Regions from separate parts of the Mus musculus genome. Here all the other regions are linked to region 1. Evidence: chromatin contacts called from public Hi-C and promoter capture Hi-C data. All regions are on one chromosome and are shown on one strand. Each heading gives the region's core, a stretch centred on a gene start, on an enhancer-like site or on the middle of the called end of the contact. The rest is flanking DNA. Distances are from core to core; before and after follow the strand shown.

Evidence for each region. Promoter capture Hi-C pulls out the DNA fragments that hold promoters and counts their contacts. Hi-C and Micro-C count contacts between places; a contact is called where the count stands out from the background.
Region 2: a promoter capture Hi-C map of hippocampal neurons shows a contact between it and region 1, with 4 times the contacts expected there. The contact joins the enhancer-like site here to the promoter of Hacd1 in region 1. A contact is called at or near these places in 3 of 39 promoter capture datasets (the 3T3-L1 cell line and hippocampal neurons), 3 of 484 Hi-C or Micro-C datasets (adipose-derived mesenchymal stem cells, nephron progenitors and uterus), 1 of 115 datasets of contacts at active chromatin or transcription factors (pro-B cells) and 1 of 9 other capture datasets (liver).
Region 3: a Hi-C map of embryonic stem cells shows a contact between it and region 1, with 2.7 times the contacts expected there. The contact joins the promoter of Vim here to the promoter of Hacd1 in region 1. A contact is called at or near these places in 6 of 39 promoter capture datasets (the HPC-7 cell line, embryonic stem cells, hippocampal neurons and 3 more), 3 of 484 Hi-C or Micro-C datasets (the N1E-115 cell line and embryonic stem cells), 8 of 115 datasets of contacts at active chromatin or transcription factors (the NIH/3T3 cell line, T-cell acute lymphoblastic leukemia, embryonic forebrain and 5 more) and 1 of 9 other capture datasets (adipose tissue).
Region 4: a promoter capture Hi-C map of neural stem cells shows a contact between it and region 1. The contact joins the promoter of Slc39a12 here to the promoter of Hacd1 in region 1. A contact is called at or near these places in 5 of 39 promoter capture datasets (the 3T3-L1 cell line, embryonic stem cells, liver and 2 more).

Annotation. Positions count from the first base shown.
Region 1 is chr2:14,052,810-14,057,493 of GRCm38.p6, forward strand. Hacd1 (3-hydroxyacyl-CoA dehydratase 1) reads right to left here and starts at 3,226. Exons shown (of 7, transcript NM_013935.3): 1 at 2,922-3,226. The coding sequence starts at 3,058.
Region 2 is chr2:14,534,197-14,538,718 of GRCm38.p6, forward strand. All of the region lies in intron 3 of Gm13266 (predicted gene 13266), which reads left to right. Among named protein-coding and RNA genes, the nearest start is that of Gm13266, 24 kb to the left of the region's middle. Within about 2 kb of position 1,370, at least 40 of the 459 cell types and tissues checked have an H3K27ac peak or open chromatin away from gene starts, as enhancers often do. A contact at or near this core is called in adipose-derived mesenchymal stem cells and hippocampal neurons, where this site is marked.
Region 3 is chr2:13,571,323-13,575,583 of GRCm38.p6, forward strand. Vim (vimentin) reads left to right here and starts at 2,989. Exons shown (of 9, transcript NM_011701.4): 1 at 2,989-3,672; 2 at 4,219-4,261. The coding sequence starts at 3,110. It overlaps Gm9875 (a long non-coding RNA gene), which reads left to right. Exons shown (of 4, transcript XR_865978.3): 4 at 1-201.
Region 4 is chr2:14,386,493-14,391,194 of GRCm38.p6, forward strand. It overlaps Slc39a12 (solute carrier family 39 (zinc transporter), member 12), which reads left to right and starts at 1,906. Exons shown (of 13, transcript NM_001012305.2): 1 at 1,906-2,006; 2 at 2,752-3,086. The coding sequence starts at 2,829.

The DNA of each region.
Region 1 (4,684 bases), core at 1,976-4,475:
TCTGGCAAACCCAGCTTAGCCTTCAAAGATCGATTCAAATGCTTTCATCTCCTTCACAGAAGTTTCTCTCAGTCTCCCTGTCCTCTCAGTCCTCTGGCTCCTGTTTTGTATGCACTCATTCTATTCTGTCTTTATTGCAGTTGGTGTCTACGTGTAAATGTCCAGGTTGTCCTTCTTCAGGGATGAGCCTGGGATATATGTCTTACAGCTCTTACATTACCCACATGACCTGAGAAAATGCATTAGCATCTATAGGGTCAGAAGCGTTCGTTGGCAAGCAAAGCACAGATGCTCACTACTATAGTCAAGAACCCATTATGAGTAAGCCATATATACATATATATGTATATATATATATATATATATAAACTTATATATTTATATAATACAAATCTCTCCATCCTTTAAAGGTGCCTCCACTCTGGATTTGCCGAAAGCCACTAATTATTCCAAGGGTCAGGGTAAGGGAACTTTAAAATGTCCATAGGGCCTGACTTAATCAATAATTGTACATTTCTTCTATACAGTCTTACATAACAATAAAAAGTATAATTTGAAAATTAGAATGTCGTAATTGAGTATCAAGCGGAAACAGGGCCTTATACAACAGACATTCATCACCAATGTTCTATAAGATATTCATCACCCATTCACTCATTCATTCATTCAATAAGTATTTATTACTTCCTGGAACTTACAATGAAGAATTAGTACAATCATGGTATGGTTGAGTGACAACAAGTGGGACGGAAAAAAATCAAAGAGTCAGGGTGTGCTAGTACATCACAGAAGGTGCCTGGGCATAAACCTGAAGGGTAAATAAGAAAATATGAAAGCTTATCTATGGGGGCTCATAGAACTACTGGGTAATCTGCCTTGATAAACAGTGGTCCCTCTCAGTAAAAAGACAGACACACTTAGAATAAGCACTGGCTTGCAGAAAGGAGGGCACAGCAGGACTAAAGTGTGAGGACACAAAGCCCCTCTAGGCAGGGGAGCCTAGAAAAGTTCAAAGGTACTGCTGCAGCCACAAGAAAAGGATGACATCACAGAAAGAGGGAACAGCAAAGACAAAGAGAACTGTAAAACGCATCCTGAAAAACAGAGTCAGGGGGTTTCAAAGGCAAGAACACTGGAAAGGTAAACTGGGTAGTACGGGAATCTGTGAAAATGGTTGTCGATGAGCACATCCCAAGTTCCTTAGGATGGGAGCCGGCCACCCGGGGATTATTTTAACTTTCTCAATCAAGATCTTAAACTGGGATTGTGCAGCAAGTTTTCATTTTTGAAACAATAACGTGGTCTTAAAAATGGAAAGCAGACTGGACAGGGAAGGGCCAGCCAATCAACTAACATAAGGTGAGTATTCCAAAAACGTTTACTCACTTGGTGAGCAAGTCTCAGAGGAAACCGGCCGCTCCCAGACCCTGCTGCATTTTGAGGCAACAGAGTATGGTGGGCATTGAACCATCTGCCAGTTGTTCTAAGGCTGTTTGCTTTTCTGAACTTTCAAAGGTCTGGAATTCAGGGCAGCAAGAAGATGAGGTTGCACAACTCTGGAGTGAGTCTCAGAGGAAATCCATGCCTGACACTTTCTGGTTGTGATCTCCAGCCAGTGACTTGGGGGTCTCTCCATACCTCACTCTAAAATATTATTCTGTACCCCTCACAGGATTGCAGAAAACTAAAAATTAGAAGACAGCCAAAGGAACCAGCACAGTCCCTGGCACACAGTAACCCCCAATAAATACATATCTACGAACTAATTATATTTGATGTTCAGTAGTATAATATATACTAGATGATCGACAGGAACATTTGTTAAATAGAATCACATTTTTTTACACGTTCACATTTTTTCTATAAGCTTCAGAGACTTTTAAATACTAAAGGTTTCTTCACAATCCTCTAACTTAAAACGTGAGAAGATATTGAGAAAGTAACTCTTTCTAAAGGCAAGACAGCAAAGGACATTTTCATAATGGGTTTCGGTCACAGTAGACCCATAAGTCATTTGATAGCCCTTTGATCCTAACTTCCTACTCACACTAGGTCTGGGGGGAGGCCAGAGATGGGGAGTAGGGTGGGTAGTCGGTAATCTGGAAAGGACAAGGCCAGAAAGATGCTGATTATCTGCCCTGTTCCAGATGTTTCAAACAAAGTCCCAAGTGGGCATTTCTAAGTGCCATGCTTAAAACAAAAACAGTAGGTGAAGAAAAAACAGTAGGTGAAGACACTGCCCAGCAATCCACAGCACCAGGAACCACACGGCCAGGGTCCGGTGCCCACAGCCAGCGGACAGCTCCCGGCTCGGGTGAATAGACCGGGCCGTTTCTTCAACAGCAGGCGGAGGCGGCCGAGCCGCAGTCGCCTGCCCCGTGGGTCGGCCCCACATTCCTGCCCGGGTCTATACTTAACCTCCGGCCCGCGCCCCGTGCCGCCGCGCCACACCGTGCACCGTATTAGGCAATGCCCAGCGAGCGGCGGCTGGCCGCCCCGCCCCGCCCCGCTCCATTCAACCCCGCTACGCCCCTCCCCCACTGCGCCGCGCGCCCCCGCCGCGCCGCGACCACCTAGGGCCCAGCACGCGCGCTCTTGCTCTCTGCGCCCCGGCCACTCTCCCAGAGTGCTCCGATCGCAAGTGGCCGGGCACACGCGCTGTCCCGCTCCATGTGCGCCTACGGGGCCGCGACCCCCAGTTGGCCGACACGCGCGCTCTCGCTCCAAAAGCCCCCGCCACCGTCGCGCGCCTCCGCCTAGACCCCTGACAGTTCCCCCGTGCGCTTCCGTTCCATCCCCGTGCGCGCGCCCTCGACCCCCAGCAGCCCCGCGAGAGCGCGCTCCCCGCGTCCCCGAGCCCGGATCGCTGAGGGACCGCACTGGTGCTTGCGGAGCGTGGAAGGACCTTCGCGCGCACGTACCCGGCCGTCATGGCGATATTGTAGAAGGTGAGCCAGGCGGTGGCCAGTAAGCCTAGGCGTCTCCGCTTGCCGGCGGCTTCCTTCTCGTCGCTGGCCTCGGAGGCGCCGTTGGTGCCGTCCTCCTCACTGGACGCCATGGTGACCGCGCACGCGGACCCGGAGGAGCAGCGCACAGGAGCGGGAGGGGCCGGCTGAGCGCGCCACTGAAGTGCCGCTGCCCGCGGCCGCCGCCTCGGTCCAGCGCTCCATGTGCGACGCGCGGGGGGTCGGCGCCGCCTGCCCGGCCTCCCGCGAGGGGGAGGAGCGCGCCCCCGGCCGCGCGCCCCGCCCCGGCGCCGCCTCTCGGGAGCGCGCGCTCAGGGCCCTAGCCCCGGGGTGGGCCAGCCGGGGTCATGGCTTCCAGGCAGTGTCACGCGGCGCGCTCCCGCGGGAGAGCTGTCCGCACTGGCTGCGACCTCTTCCTAGAGAGACGCGAGCGACGTGCGCCCTGGCAGTGGGTGCCCCGCTGGAGAGCCTTGTCCAGATAGAGCGAGTGCACCCGAGGTGGCAGGGGTTTTGCCCCGAGAGCAGGGTCTCCCTACCAAATGCTCGCTCTCCCGAGTTTCTGGAGAAGCAACTCCGGCCTAGCCTTGCCCCATGCCTTTCATTACTGGGTCAGACGGATGTCATGGGTTCTAGAGATCTGTTCTAAAGGAAGCTGGGAGAAAGGACGTAGGCAAAGAGGGATAGGTGTTAGGATACTGACAGGAAATCCAGCCATGGTGTTAACAAGTTTCCTGTCCTGCTGGGAAGAAGTGCCCAATGGCTCTCCACATTTAATCTCCCCTTTTTCTCTCTTCTTCTCAAGAACCATTCTGGTAATAGCCCCCTTTCCTTTCCCTTTATAGAGTGTGGCTAAGCAAGCAGCCTAGAGTCAGTTTACTGAAATTCAACCCCCAAATTCCTGACTCCACCAGTCTGGGAATTTAGAAGTTTGTGTATGCCTACATTTCTGCAAAAGAAAATAAAATGGTAAACCTCATAGAGAGATAGGGTTAAGGAAATGATCCATCAAAATCAAGTACTGACTTGATACTGTTTGTCAACTGAAGTATGCATATTAGTACTTTTCAGGCATCTTGCTTATAATGAGAGAAAGACATTTTGCAAAGGGCAACACTGTCAGAGGGGAGAAATGACTATAGGTTTGTCCATGAACTCCCCTGGGTGTGCACATTGTTGTGGATGTGAAATGGGAGGATTACCCGTCCAGTTTCAGAAATGTCAGGGGAAGTGGGGTTAAGTAAAACCTTCCAAGTGGAAAGTGTACTAGGGATAAATTTACTAAAGCAGGTGCCGGCCCTGTACACTGAACATTAAATCACTGCCATATGACACAACAGGCCTCTAAATCTCAAAATGTTACAATGTCAGTTCTCTCCAGATGCCAGCAGGTTTTATTTGAAAAGCTAAAACCTACAGATCCATGAACATGTATAGGAAGAACTAGGAGCATGTGCATAGCCTATTTATTATAAACCTCACTATGAAACTACAATGGTCAACCTAGAATAGTAAGCAGAAGGGAATTGTGGACCAATGTGACTGCAGAGTTCAAATACACCATAACCTGAAGCAATTCAGTGTGGGAATTTTAATCTTTTCAATGAGTGGAGCAACTGGACAACCACAGAAAAAATGAATCTTACATCATGGCTATGTGCTAACTTCAAGGTGATCATAGAATTAAACACAGAAGCAAGCATATGAAACAAGAAGAAAAC
Region 2 (4,522 bases), core at 120-2,619, 480 kb after region 1:
ATATGTAAAGCAAGTATTCTACAGTCTTTTACATGGTCAGCTTACCCATGGTGTTGATAATGTATGATGATTAGCTAGATGTGAAGGAAGCACACATCCAAGTATGCAGTTAGTCAGGGCACTTTTGTTGAGTAATAGATAGCACACAGCTCCCAAGGCCTTCAGGTTTCCAGGGTTCACATATAGAGGCAAATTAAGTGACTATCATGCCAATAGGCCACTGTATAGGAATGTATATGATACAAAAGGACAGACGAGCACATATTTTATCTGAGTTCCCTCCCCCCCAGTGTAATACAGTACTGAAGTTATGTGTGCTTCTGTTATTTTCCATGGCTTCTGACCAACTTGGTATGTGATCTGGATTCAGCCACCCTGTGACTCAACAGTGATTACAGTTAAGCAACAGGCTTTGCCAGCAAATTATTATTCACTGGAAACTACACTCAATAAACAGATCATTTTGGAGATATTCCTTAAGTTGAAAATATATCGTTAAAAGATTTACCAGTTGCTTATTTTCCTCTGAAAAAGAATAAATTAATGGAAATAAAAATTATTCTCATGCCCAGTATTTATTCACTGTAAAGACACAACATATATAAGTATGTAAGATTTGATGTTTGGTGTCAGCAATAATAGTACATACATGTAATTCCAACACTTAGATGGCAGAAGACAAAAAGGTCATAAGTTCAAGGCCAGCCTGTACTACATAGGAAGACCCTATCTAAAAACACCAAATAAATAAGTGTATAAAACCAGAAATAGTAAAATGTGCTGATGGGAACAATTTATTGGCATTTGTGAAGTTCACGGCACATAATGAATTGTGTTATTTATACAACTTTTAACCTAATCTGAGAGACTTCTGATAAAATGTTTTGGATTGAATTTTATGTGGCAACATCTGTTCCCTGTGTGAAAATGCATTAGCTGAATCTGTTTAGTTATTTCGATGCCTCCAGTCAATCTTTTTCTTCGAAGTTATCCATGCTTGCATGCAAATTCTCACAAGAGCTCAAACTGATGCAATAGCTTTTGATCGACTCAGTGCGCACATATCTAAAATCTGCTATTGTTTAGCACACTGCATGATGTCTTTCTGCATACCCATTATACCCAATCTCAAATCTGCTTCACATAAACTTACCTTTCTTAAGCTGTCAGTCACAGGCAGGATCTCTGTGAATTAATCAGTTGCCCCTGGCAACATGCAAGTGCAATGTATTTCTAGGAAATCAGCATGGTTCTTTGAAGTAAATGGGTAATTTTCCATTCTCTTTTAGAATACTTCGTGCCAGCAGAAGAATCCAGCCTCTGTGACAACCATAGAAATGTGCTGTTCTTTAATCGCTGGCTGACTCAGTTGTGGTGAACACCAGAGGAACAAGCTTTTTGGTTTAAGTTCTTTCTGTGTCTTTGGGTGGGCCATCTTGTGTGTGGGGGCAAATGGCAACATGCAGTCAGGGTGGCTGTACAGGTGGCCCTTGGAGAAAGGACAGCTGTAAATGCCCCCACCCCCACCCCGTTTGCAGAAAGCCAAGTTACTTCTTTCATTTGGAGAGAATGTAGCAATTACTTGAAATTACTGCTGAAAATCTCATCTGTTACTTCCTCTTTTAGAAAGGATGGTCATTTTAGGGCTAGTACCACTTATAAATGGCTTTCCACAATGACTTTTTGAGTAGCACAGTTGTCCCCAGCCCGCAACCTGGACCTCTCAGTTTGCACTGTGATGTGCCAAAATAGGTGGGCATCATCAGAACCCAGTTCTCTCATTACAGCAAGCCCTAAATACACCAACATACCTGAAAATCAGGAATTTTTCCTAAAATCCTATCTCATGAAGATAATAGAATCCTTTAAGGAAAATATCAATAGCTGAAGGAATTGAATAAAGCGATCCAAGACCTAAAAGTGGAAGTAGAAACAATAAAGAAAACACAAATGGAGGCAAACCTGGAAATGGAAAACCTAGGCCAGGAATTACAGATGTAAGTATTACCAACAGAATATAAGAGATAGAAGAGGTAATCTCAGGTGTAGAAAATATAGTAGAAGAGATTGACACAACTGTCAAAGAAAATTCAAAACATAATAAACTACTAACCCAAAGCATCCAGGAAATTCAGGACACAATGAAAAGACCAAATCTAAGAATAATCGCAATATATAGAGAATGAAGATTCTCAGCTCAAAGGACCTGAAAATGTCTTCAACAAAATAATAGAAGAAAACTTCCCCAACCTAAAGAAAGTGATGGACACTTCTTGTTCTTACAAGGCTCATGCCTTCTAATTACAAATCTCACATGGGGTGGCACTAAATATTCCTCCTATAGACTTTCTTTTTAGATTTTATTTATTTATTTATTTTATGTATATGATGAGTACACTGTAGCTGTCTTCAGACACACCAGAAGAGGGCATCAGACCCCATTACAGATGGTTGTGAACCACCATGTGGTTGCTGGAAATTGAATTCAGGACCGTTGGAAGAGCAGTCAGTGCTCTTAACCAATGAGCCATCTCTCCAGCCCCCTCTTATAGACTTTCATTTGAACATTCATGCACAGAAACATATCACAATGTGATCAAATCCTTTGAAGTCTATATATATATATTGGTTTTTGGGTTTTATGTTTTTGTTTGTTTGTTTTTGTTTTGTTTTGTTTTGTTTGGGGGTGGTTTTTTGAGACAGGGTTTCTCTGTATAGCCCTGGCTGTCCTGGAACTCACTCTGTAGACCAGGCTGGCCTGGAACTCAAAAATCTGCCTGCTCTGCCTTCCAAGTGCTGGGATTAAAGGTATGTGCTACCTGTCTATGTGTCTCTTAAGTGGCCTATGCTTAGAACCACTGATATTTCTTTCTCTTATTTCTCCATCTTTGAGAGCCATGAGGATCTGTGTAGCCTGGCTTTTTTCTTTCCCTCAAAGTCTACATATTCTTCCTTCCCTTCCAGTTGCAATCATATTCCCTTCTGCCTTAACAGTTGCCATGGCTACCCAAGTATAACTAACTGCCTCTACTATTGCTCACAACTAACCAGTTCATCCTTCATAATGCCAGCATGATATAGTTTATGCTCTAAGATTTATAAAAGGTTCTCCAAACCCCAAATTAATGTCCACAGATCTGTAGGGGTTTGATGGTACATTTTTAGGGTTACAGACACTTTTCATTTTCTTCTTCTATTTTGATGAAAAGGTATAACATTGATTCCTGTATTGAATGATCAGTATGGTGTTGATGTCATTTGCATAGGTAGCTTGAGTCCTCATGTTTTTATTACCATGTTTATCTGTCCCCTACAGAGTCAATTAAAAATAATGCATTTCTTCCCTTAAATCTGTGGTTAGAGTGGTAAAAGTATGTGAGAGTATGAAAAAGGTTGTTTAGACAAGAAATGGCCGTTTTTCAGAATCAAGCCATGTTTTTATGAGTTCTATGAGAATTGATATAATCATACTCTATAGTGGGTTTTGTTTTTTTGTTTTTTTGCTTGTTTGTTTGTTTGCTTTTTTTAAACAGTCTATAGCATTCAAAATCTCTCTCCACTGTGTGTTGATTATATTTGCCTTCTCATACAACATGGGCCAATGTGCCATATTCTGTAAGTTGTCCTTTGATTTTCTGACAGCTCAGTGAGGGTGGATTCTGTCAAAAGCACAGTGATTGATGCTCAAGGACTTTGTGCTTTATTAAATGCTTCCCCACTGCTGCTTCACAGTACTTCCTCCCACTCTCGTTATCTGTTCTCCAAATCTGGTGACTAAGTTGTTCGAATTATAAGGTACACTTTTCAGAACAGTTGCCCTCCCCCGTTTTCTGGCTTCTAGAGGCTGTGTCTCAGCTGCAGATCATCAGTGACTTCTTTTGCTTTTCTTCTGGCTAGGAAGTGCCTGATGTAGCCATTGTTTCTTCCCAAGAGCCCCTGAGTGCTTCAAGTTGAGGAGAAGAAAGAAGGAAGGTGGAAATGAGTTCTGGTCTGAGGAGGAACTGAGATTTGTGTAGATTTATTCATTCTTCTGGAATATTCTGGAAAATTTTAGAATGACCTCGTTTTTCTTAGCCATTGTTTTCCTACATCTTCTCTTTGCCTACTTGCTTATTCTTCCTCATTGTCTCTATCTGCCACAGTAAGTCTGCCCTCTCCTTGTATATGGACATGTATAAACGCACATTAATGCATAATAAATCTACTTGGATTATTTTTTGAAGTATGATTTCCTGTAGCCCAAACTGGCCCTGAACTCACAACACAGCTAAGGAGGATATTGAACTTCTGATCCTCCTGATTCAGCTTCTCAGGTACTAGGATTTCAGACCACAGCTTGTTTATCTGTTGCTTGGGACTGATCCCAGAGTTGTGTTCATGGTTAACGGTAAGCCTTGTATGAACTGAGCTTCTCCCTGTCTGTCATGTAATTACTTTTTGACTGGCTAGTTTCTATCTTATGTGACAATATCAGAAAGATGTAAGACAGCTATGAAATATATTATCTTCTGTTGACTTTTGC
Region 3 (4,261 bases), core at 1,739-4,238, 480 kb before region 1:
ACACGGCTGGCTGCCCTGTCAGCTCAAGTCACCATGTTAAACTGACATGGCCAGAGCTTGCAAATTCCAAAATCACTCTGTTAAGTACTCTGATAGTATTTGTGCCTGACCTACAAATCATATGACCATTCACTTACTTATATACAAACTTGCATCACAAATAAGTCCAGATTTAAAAATACTTCTGAGATAGGTTTTCATTGCAATCAAAAATAAATATGAAAACTAAGAAAGCTATGCTCATAGACTGTTTTTTTTTCTTCAAAAATAAGCACACAGTGAATGATCGCAAGAATACACACTCCAATATACTGATTTCTCTTTTCTGTGAATATCATATAGTAGAGAAAGCGTGCTGTGAGAGAGAGAGAGAGAGAGAGAGAGAGAGAGAGAGAGAGAGAGAGAGAAAGAGAGAGAGAGAGAGGAGTGTGTGTGGTATAAGTATGTGTGTGCAAGTGTACATGTGTGCATGTATGTAGGCATGTGTGCATATGTGTGTGATGAAGCAAACTTTTTTCCAAGTCTAATGACTTCTCCTCTTCTCCATGAATGACTAAAAATATTTTTGTAGCAGTTTTTACGTCTCTACCCTCTAAAAACTTTTTAAAAGGAAGAATAACGTGAAGATAAACAAACCGGTTCATCCATTACCATATCAGCAATAAAAGGAGAATATTCATCAATGTCCCTGAAGCTAAAAAAAAAAAAAAAAAAAGGCCAGGAAGGGACCCCCTTCAGGTGATGAAGAGGAGCAGAGCCTACTGAAGAAGTCATCACAACCTGAGGAATTTGCTGTGGTGCCCACATGGCATACTGCCACACCGTACCACAACCCATTCCTCTTTTTCCACAGTGACTCATTAAGCAAGAGTTCCCTGACAAAGCCACTGCACTGCCCTGGGATCTACAAACTATGTAGGAGGAAGGCTAGCCTCCCTCCTCCCCACAGGGAAATCACTTTCCTCATCCTGAGCCATTCCGAGCAATCTCACAATGGTGACATTTGCTGAACCATGGCTTGAATAAAAGGCTCTCAGTGTGCAGAATGGTAACGTGAGGCACAGGCTAACCCTGGCAGTGCTCTCTGGAAAGGACCCACAGCCTCTCTTTGAAAGGAGAATAAAGAAAGGCACAGCAGGAGAGCTGGGTCCCAGAGAGTCCTGCAGGCAACCTTGACCGCAGCATTCCCAGAACTGACTGAGATGAGGTGCACAAAGGGTTGCTTCAAAGAGTCTTGTACAAAAAAGCTAGCATAAATCCTGCACGTGTCTCTAAACGGCCTTTCTTAATTGCCAGGTAAGCTGGGAACACTCTGTGCTCCAAAGAAAAACAAAAGCAAAAACAAAATACAAGCTCCTTTTCCTTCCCTATTCACTAATGGACCCATCTCCCAGTTTGTTTGTTTTTGTTTCAGTACTCCACAAATCCCAAACCAAAAGAAACTGTAATTTTTCTATCCGTGCTTAATCACAAAGGGCCTAACTTCCCTTTCTTGAAAAGTCCTTTTCCCTTGGAGAACGGAGACCCCTTAGTCTTGCCTAGAAGCAAACGTGAAGCAATAGCCTTGAGCTGGTCATTTTCCCTTTGAAAAGGTGACAGTCGCTGCATCTCAACACTCTGAACCTTTTGTTTTGTGGACAGTTGTCGCCATTTCAAGTTAGATTTCATGATTTTTCTTTGTGGAAAATAGGATCTGTGGCGTTGCCCAGACAAGTCACTAGAATCTTCTCCCCTGCATCGCTGCTCTAAAATCTACAGAAATCTGTTTCTTCAGTTTATCACTTGAGCTACATAACTGCCTTTCTTCCGAACTCATTCACCGAATTGGATTTTTTAGCAAAACCCAATGGTTTCTTGTCCGACTTGCTTATCTTCTAATGCAGTCCACTTTCAGAAAGGCCGAGATCACTGGGCTTGCTTTTGAAATTACCAAAGTAGTTTCCTCTTTCACCCAGAACTTAGGGTGTGGTTTCATGCAGGAAAGAGAGAGAGAGAAAGAAAGAGAGAAAGGGGGAGGGAGGGAAGGAGGGAGGGAGGGAGCTTTTGTCGTCAGGGGTGGGGATGGGGGTAGGGGTGTGTGGATGTGTTTTGTGGCTCTCCCGGGTCTGCAAGAGTTTCTTTCTAAGGAGAACTCTCCACACTTCCCCAACAATCACAAGAACGGTTATTCTCAAAGTTGGTTTAAAACTTCGGACAATGAATGAGCTTAGCGCTCTTGGAGTCTGGAGTCAATCTCAACTAACGGTTTTCCTGAACCGCTAGACGATCTCACCCTCAGGGCTCCATGAGTCATATCCACTGACTCAGCGACCCCACCCCGTCCCCTGGGCTTTACTCCAGAGGCAGTGGCTCCTAATCCTCTCTAGTTGAACTGAGTCCGTTAGATCAGGGGATATGACCACGTCAAACAAGCCCTCTGCAAAGGTCTTGAGCCAGATATCTTGGGCTGTGTGCTTCTCCACCCCCAATCTCGGGCCCTCTTTGTTTCTCTCTCCCCGGCTTCCGATCTGCAGGACTGCTTTTGCAGGCTCTTCCTGCTCCTCCGCTCTCGGATCTCCCCACCCACCCAGTCCCAGAAGACCGCAGATCTGCGACTGCGACCACGCCCCTCCTACCAGCGCGCCTAGTCCCACGCCCCTTTGGCCCAGTGCCAGGGATCGCTTTACTCAACTTTCCAGAGCCCCCCTTCCTTCCCCCATGAATCCTTCCCGCGATCCCTTCTTTCTCAGCACCCAAGGGTGAGTAGAGAGTTCGGGTGATCACCAGGAAAGCCCCTGAAAGGCCTAGCACTTCCAATTAGTAACAGGACTGTGCTTGATACCCTACAGCCCTGGAGGAAGGCTCGAGGGGAGCTCCCTCCCCCACCCCCCTTCCTCACTTCTTTCCGGGTCCCCATTGGCTGGCTCGCTCGGCGGCTAGGATGGCAGTGGGAGGGGACCCTCTTTCCTAACAGTGTTATAAAAGCAGCGCCCTTGGCGTTGTCCAGTCCTCTGCCACTCTTGCTCCGGGACCCCAGAGACCCCAGCGCTCCTACGATTCACAGCCACCGCGCCCTCATTCCCTTGTTGCAGTTTTTCCAGCCGCAGCAAGCCAGCCCACCTTCGAAGCCATGTCTACCAGGTCTGTGTCCTCGTCCTCCTACCGCAGGATGTTCGGTGGCTCCGGCACATCGAGCCGGCCCAGCTCCAACCGGAGCTATGTGACCACGTCCACACGCACCTACAGTCTGGGCAGCGCACTGCGCCCCAGCACTAGCCGCAGCCTCTATTCCTCATCCCCCGGTGGCGCCTATGTGACCCGGTCCTCGGCAGTGCGCCTGCGGAGCAGCGTGCCGGGCGTGCGGCTGCTTCAAGACTCGGTGGACTTCTCGCTGGCCGACGCCATCAACACTGAGTTCAAGAACACCCGCACCAACGAGAAGGTAGAACTGCAGGAGCTGAATGACCGCTTTGCCAACTACATCGACAAGGTGCGCTTCCTCGAGCAGCAGAACAAAATCCTGCTGGCTGAGCTCGAGCAGCTCAAGGGCCAGGGCAAGTCGCGCCTGGGCGACCTGTACGAGGAGGAGATGCGGGAGCTGCGCCGGCAGGTGGATCAGCTCACCAACGACAAGGCCCGTGTCGAGGTGGAGCGGGACAACCTGGCCGAGGACATCATGCGGCTGCGAGAGAAGTAAGGCCTGACCTACGCGAGTGGTGGGGTGTGGGAGGGAGGGGAGTCCTGGGCCTTGCACTGGGGCTGCCACGCCCTTGGGGATGTGGCTGGGGTGGCGGTTGTCTGGAGGATAGCAGAGGAAGCGGGCCCCACCCTGAACCTAAACTTTGCAGTGAACATTTCTCTTTTCGCCTCACTCAAGCACTTCCATTGAACTTTTTAGAAAGTTTCTTAGGTCCTTCTTCTGGGCTTACAGTTACCAGACAGGAGGAAAGAATGGGTGTGAAGGGTTCCAGACAAAGAGATGGCAAAGGCATCTGGGATATTGGGACAGGGGATTGGCTGTAATTGTAAGGGAAGGGCAGTGATTGTCTTTTCCAGTGTGCCCCAACTCCAGCTAACACCTGCAGAGAGCTGCCACCTCGACAAGTTGCAGTAACTACTGTGGGTGGAGGTGTCACAGCAGCTCTGGACTCAAGGCTTGGCGGCATTTGTGGTTGGGTGTGGCCGCCCCGCCCCTGGCGGTTTTCCAGTTCCCCTTTGATTAATGTGCTGCTGCTTCAGATTGCAGGAGGAGATGCTCCAGAGAGAGGAAGCCGAAAGCACC
Region 4 (4,702 bases), core at 656-3,155, 330 kb after region 1:
TAAAGTTTTGCCGCAGAAGATTCTGGTTTGCTGCGTCTTTCCTGGCCGGTCGCGAACGCGTGTAAGAGAATTTCTCTGGCTAGGACTTCAAGCACTATATTGAATAGGTTGGGAGAAGTGGGCAGCCTGTCTAGTCACTGATTTTAGTGGGACTGCTTCCAGTTTCTCTCCATTTACTTTGATGTTGGCTACTGGTTATGCTGTATATTGCTTTTTATTATGTTTAGGTATTGGCCTTGAATTCCTGATCTTTCCATGACTCTATTATGAAGTGGTGTTGGATTTCGTCAAATGCTTTCTCAGCATCTAATGAGTTGATCATGTGATTTTTGTCCTCGAGTTTGTTCATATAGGGGATTTTGTTAATGGCTTTCCGTATATTAAACCATCCCTGCATACCTGGGATGAAGCCTACTTGGTCATGATGGATGATCGTTTTGATGTGTTCTTGGATTCAGTTTGCGAGGATTTTATTGAGTATTTTTGCATTGATATTCATAAGGGAAATTGCTCTGAAATTCTCTTTCTTTGTTGGAACTTGTGTGGTTTAGGTATCAGAGTAATTGTGGCTTCATAGAATGACTTGGGTAGAGTACCTAATGTTTCTATTTTGTGGAATAGTTTGAGGGTAGTTGGAATTACGTCTTCTTTGAAGGTCTGATAGAACTCTGCACTAATCCCATCTGGTCCTGGGCTGTTTTTGGTTGGGAAACTATTAATGACTGCGTCTATTTCTTTAGCAGAAATGAGACTGTTTAGATCATTAATCTGATACTGATTTAACTTTGGTACCTGGTATCTGTCTAGGAAATTTTCGATTACAGCGAGGTTTTCCAGTTTTGTTGAGTATAGCCTTTTGTAGTAGAATTTGATGATATTTTGGACTTTCATAAGGTTCTGTTGTTATGTCTCCTTTTTCATTTCTGATTAGTCTGTTTCTGTTTCATTTCTGATTAGTTAGTCTGGCTAAGGGTTTATCTATCTTGTTGATTTTCTCGAAGAACCAGCTCCTGGACTAATTAATGAAGAGATTAAAACCAGCTATATTGCATAAGTAGTGAACTATTATTTCTTTAATGGCCTTTTAACCAAATTCTTGCTATTGGATTACCCAAGCCTTTTACATGGTAGTTCCTACTGGAGGGACCACCACAGGTGATGGGCACATGCCTTTAGGGAGTTTGGTCCAACATCCTGTAGTCTAAAGCCCAAAGCCTCTTGGTTTCTCAGCCCTTGCTTAACCTTCAGTTTGACCATCTTAACTTTGGTCTAATTCCCTGCTTCTCAGGTGAGTCTAGTTACTGTCACCATGGTGCTTATGAGAAAAAGAAAAGGTCAAGTCCCTTTCTTTGACATTCGAGACAAAACCATGTACACAATGGGTAGTTAAATTGAACCCTGGTTATCTCATGGGTTGTACCCAGTTTCCACACACAATGGGTGATTGGCACAGGTCCCCCATTTGTATCTACTTACTTCTCAGGTTAGAAGTGCGTTCTTTCATCAAGTACTTTTAGTTTAAACCATTATTTATAAAATCCTTGCATCTTTTAAATATTTGCAAGCTGTGAAACAGTTTTAAAGGGTCAATCTTTCTGTCAACTCTTGGTTTAAGCCTAGGTTAAACAATGATCTCTTTCACTTTGCAAGGTAGAATTTTATTTATTTTTTATCTAGATTCTGTCCCTTGGAAGGCAAATGACTGTAGATAATTTTTAAAATACTGTGCTAAATGTTGATATAAAAGAATAATTCCTCAACCACATTTATTTGATTATCCTGCAAATCTGCGAGCCAGCAACTGTCCGCTTTCATCCACCTTCATTCTTACCGTCTGAGCAGCTCTCTCCATAGCAACTAGAAATGTCTCTGGGCTGAAATAATCCTCTCCAGCTCTCAGCACACAGTTAAGGAATTTTAAAACGGAGAACTGTGGGACCACAAAATGCTCTCAGAAATTTAAAGGCCCAGGGAGCTAGAGATAAACAACTATTTCTCTTCTTGAGGTAAGTGATGGGTTTAGAAACGTCTGTGTCACTATGTCTCTTTTTAAAATGCTAGCATAAGAGTCTGAAACTGTTGTTTAAGCTATAAAGATAATCTTAGGATCTTGTTACTACCCTGGAGGTCATTACTGGATCGTCTCTGGATACTACAAGAGACGCTGTTAACATTTTTGACTCCTTAAACAATCAATTCAAGACTTAGTTTTCTCCAAAAATTCTGATAGACTCTAAGGTGATTTCCCATTCTTTCAGAGTAAGTAGATTTATTATCCTTTTGGGGTCTTGGAGGTTTTCAGAGATAGTTCATTCTCCAGTGTCTTCGTGGATGGTTTTATTACGCTAAAAACTAACTAGTGTTTCTTGAAATCACTATTTTTCTCTAGGGCATTGTCCTCTTCAAAGGCTTCTGACTCAGTGTGATATTGGAAGTGTGTTAAAAGAAATTTTCTCTTTAATTTTCTCCACTGACTGCACAGATTTTTTTTTTTAAGGTGTTGCAGCTCACTCTGTGTCCTGGGCCAGGCACTGGCTGCAGACATGGAAAGTGCACCCTCATTTAACCATTTGACTGATTAGTGCAGGCATAGTTTCCTGCCCACTGTGAGGTGGGAAGTTTCCTGGTCTTTGGGGTTATAAGCTGCATGCAGATCCCCTGTTGCTGCAAATCGGCCCAGGCACCCAATTAGTGAGTCATTTCAAACATGTTGAAAGTCTTGAAGTGTTTATTTTCTCTTTTCTACCACAGGAAACCCTCTGGTTGTAAATTTGTCCTGCATGAAGCCTCCCATTCACCCCCAACACAACCCAAGCCCAAGAGTGGACATGTGCTTCTGGACCAATCTTTCAGTGTGGATGATCCTACTGTCCCACTCCCTCAGCCTCGTTTCCTCTACTGAGACCGGCAAAACCCTCACTCAGAATAACAGCAGAGCTGGGAGCCAAGGCCTGCTAGAAGTTCTGAGGGTCCTCTCTGCTGGTGACCACTGGTCCCTCAACCATCCACAAAGCCTCATCAAAATTCTGTTGGAGAGGACTGGGTGTCCACAGAGAACAGATTGGACACAAGGAGACTGCAAGCTGGTTAGTGAAATAAAGTGGGGTCGGGTACTAAGAATTGCTCCAAAGGGAACAGTGGATCACATAGAGATGGCTTTATTACAACGAAATGACATGCAAAGTTCATATGCAAGCTAGAAGTTCAGCCTGGCACAATAATGTCCCGAATCTTCCTTAAAACAAACCATTCACAAGGGATTTTGTTTTTCAATTAGGAAAAAGTGTTTATGCTTTCTAGAGCCCCTCTGCTTCTTTAGGGACACTGGCTTGCTGATGAGTGCTTGGCCCGTCCTTCCTTCTGCTTTTCTGAGATCCTTTTATTTTTGTCCTGCAATGACCATGGATGATATTAGACAGAGGCTTTTGATCTTCTGTGAGACAATCCCAGCATTCTGATATTTGCCTGACATTCAGTTCCTGAGCATGCACTCCTAGGTGTCAGTTAGTGTTTTTTTAAAGTCTGTGTGGTCCCGAGTTAGTGCCTTGACAATCACTAGCAGGGAGCAATCAGAGCTTCAGGAGAGAAGTGCTGCATTTAGAGTTGAAACTGTTGCCATGCTTCCCGAGACCTATTCCACAGCCTTCCCTACAGCTTTCCTTCTCCCGACCTAACAAGCAAACCCTATCCTGTCTTCTCACCAGAATCAGTTGTGCAGCTCACACGAAGTTACTGCATAAAGGCTTCCTCTTTCCCAGGCTGAATCTTGATTTGCCTAGGATGGATGTGTTGCTGTTGATCATGATTAGTTTCCCTTCTGTCTCTGTCTCTGTCTCTGTCTCTGTCTCTGTCTGTCTCTGTCTCTGTCTCTGTCTGTCTCTGTCTCTGTGTCTGTCTCTGTCTCCCTCCCTCACTTCCTTCCCCTTCCTTCCCCTCCCTCTCCTTTCCCTCCCTCTCCCCCTCCTCCTCCCTCTCTCTGCCCCTCTATCTTTATTGATTCTTTGTGAATTTCTCATCATGTACCCCAATCCCACTCATCTCCTTGTCCCTTTAAACCCACCCCCTCCCTTGTAACCGTCCCCAGATTGCTTCAGCATAAAACTGGGGGGACTACTAATCCCAGGGTTTGGTTGTTGTAGGAGGAGGTCCATCAGGTTCCATTGTGGATGTTTGAAGTCCCTGGAGGAGGTCCATCAAGTCTCACTGTGGAGGAGAACCCGGGTCTTAAAATAACTGCCCACAAAATCCCTCTTTGTCACCCCATCCCGGTCAATGAATTTTTAAAGGAAAAACTTGTAGGTATATAGATAAGTTGAAAGCATGTATAAGCAAACCAGAAGTGCATGTCTGCTTCCAAAGTCAATCTGGATTGTCTTTCTCAGTCCCACAGAGATCTGGGCTGAGGATGGGGTGTGGGTGTGCATTTCCTGGCCAAATGTTTTTTGGTTTTGTCCTTGTAATAAAAAGGGTCTTGCACAGATAGGATGCTTTCTCTGCTCTCTGTGAATGATAAATAATGCCATAATTATTAAAACACCCAATGGTTCCCAGAGGAGATGTGTTATAATAAGCAGCTCTTCTGTGATGACATTAATAGATATAGATAGTAACAACAGACATCCCACTGGAAATAACCAGGAGTCAGATCTTATTAATTTCCGCTGAGAATCTGCTTCAGGGCCATGGTCTCCTTTAATGATAT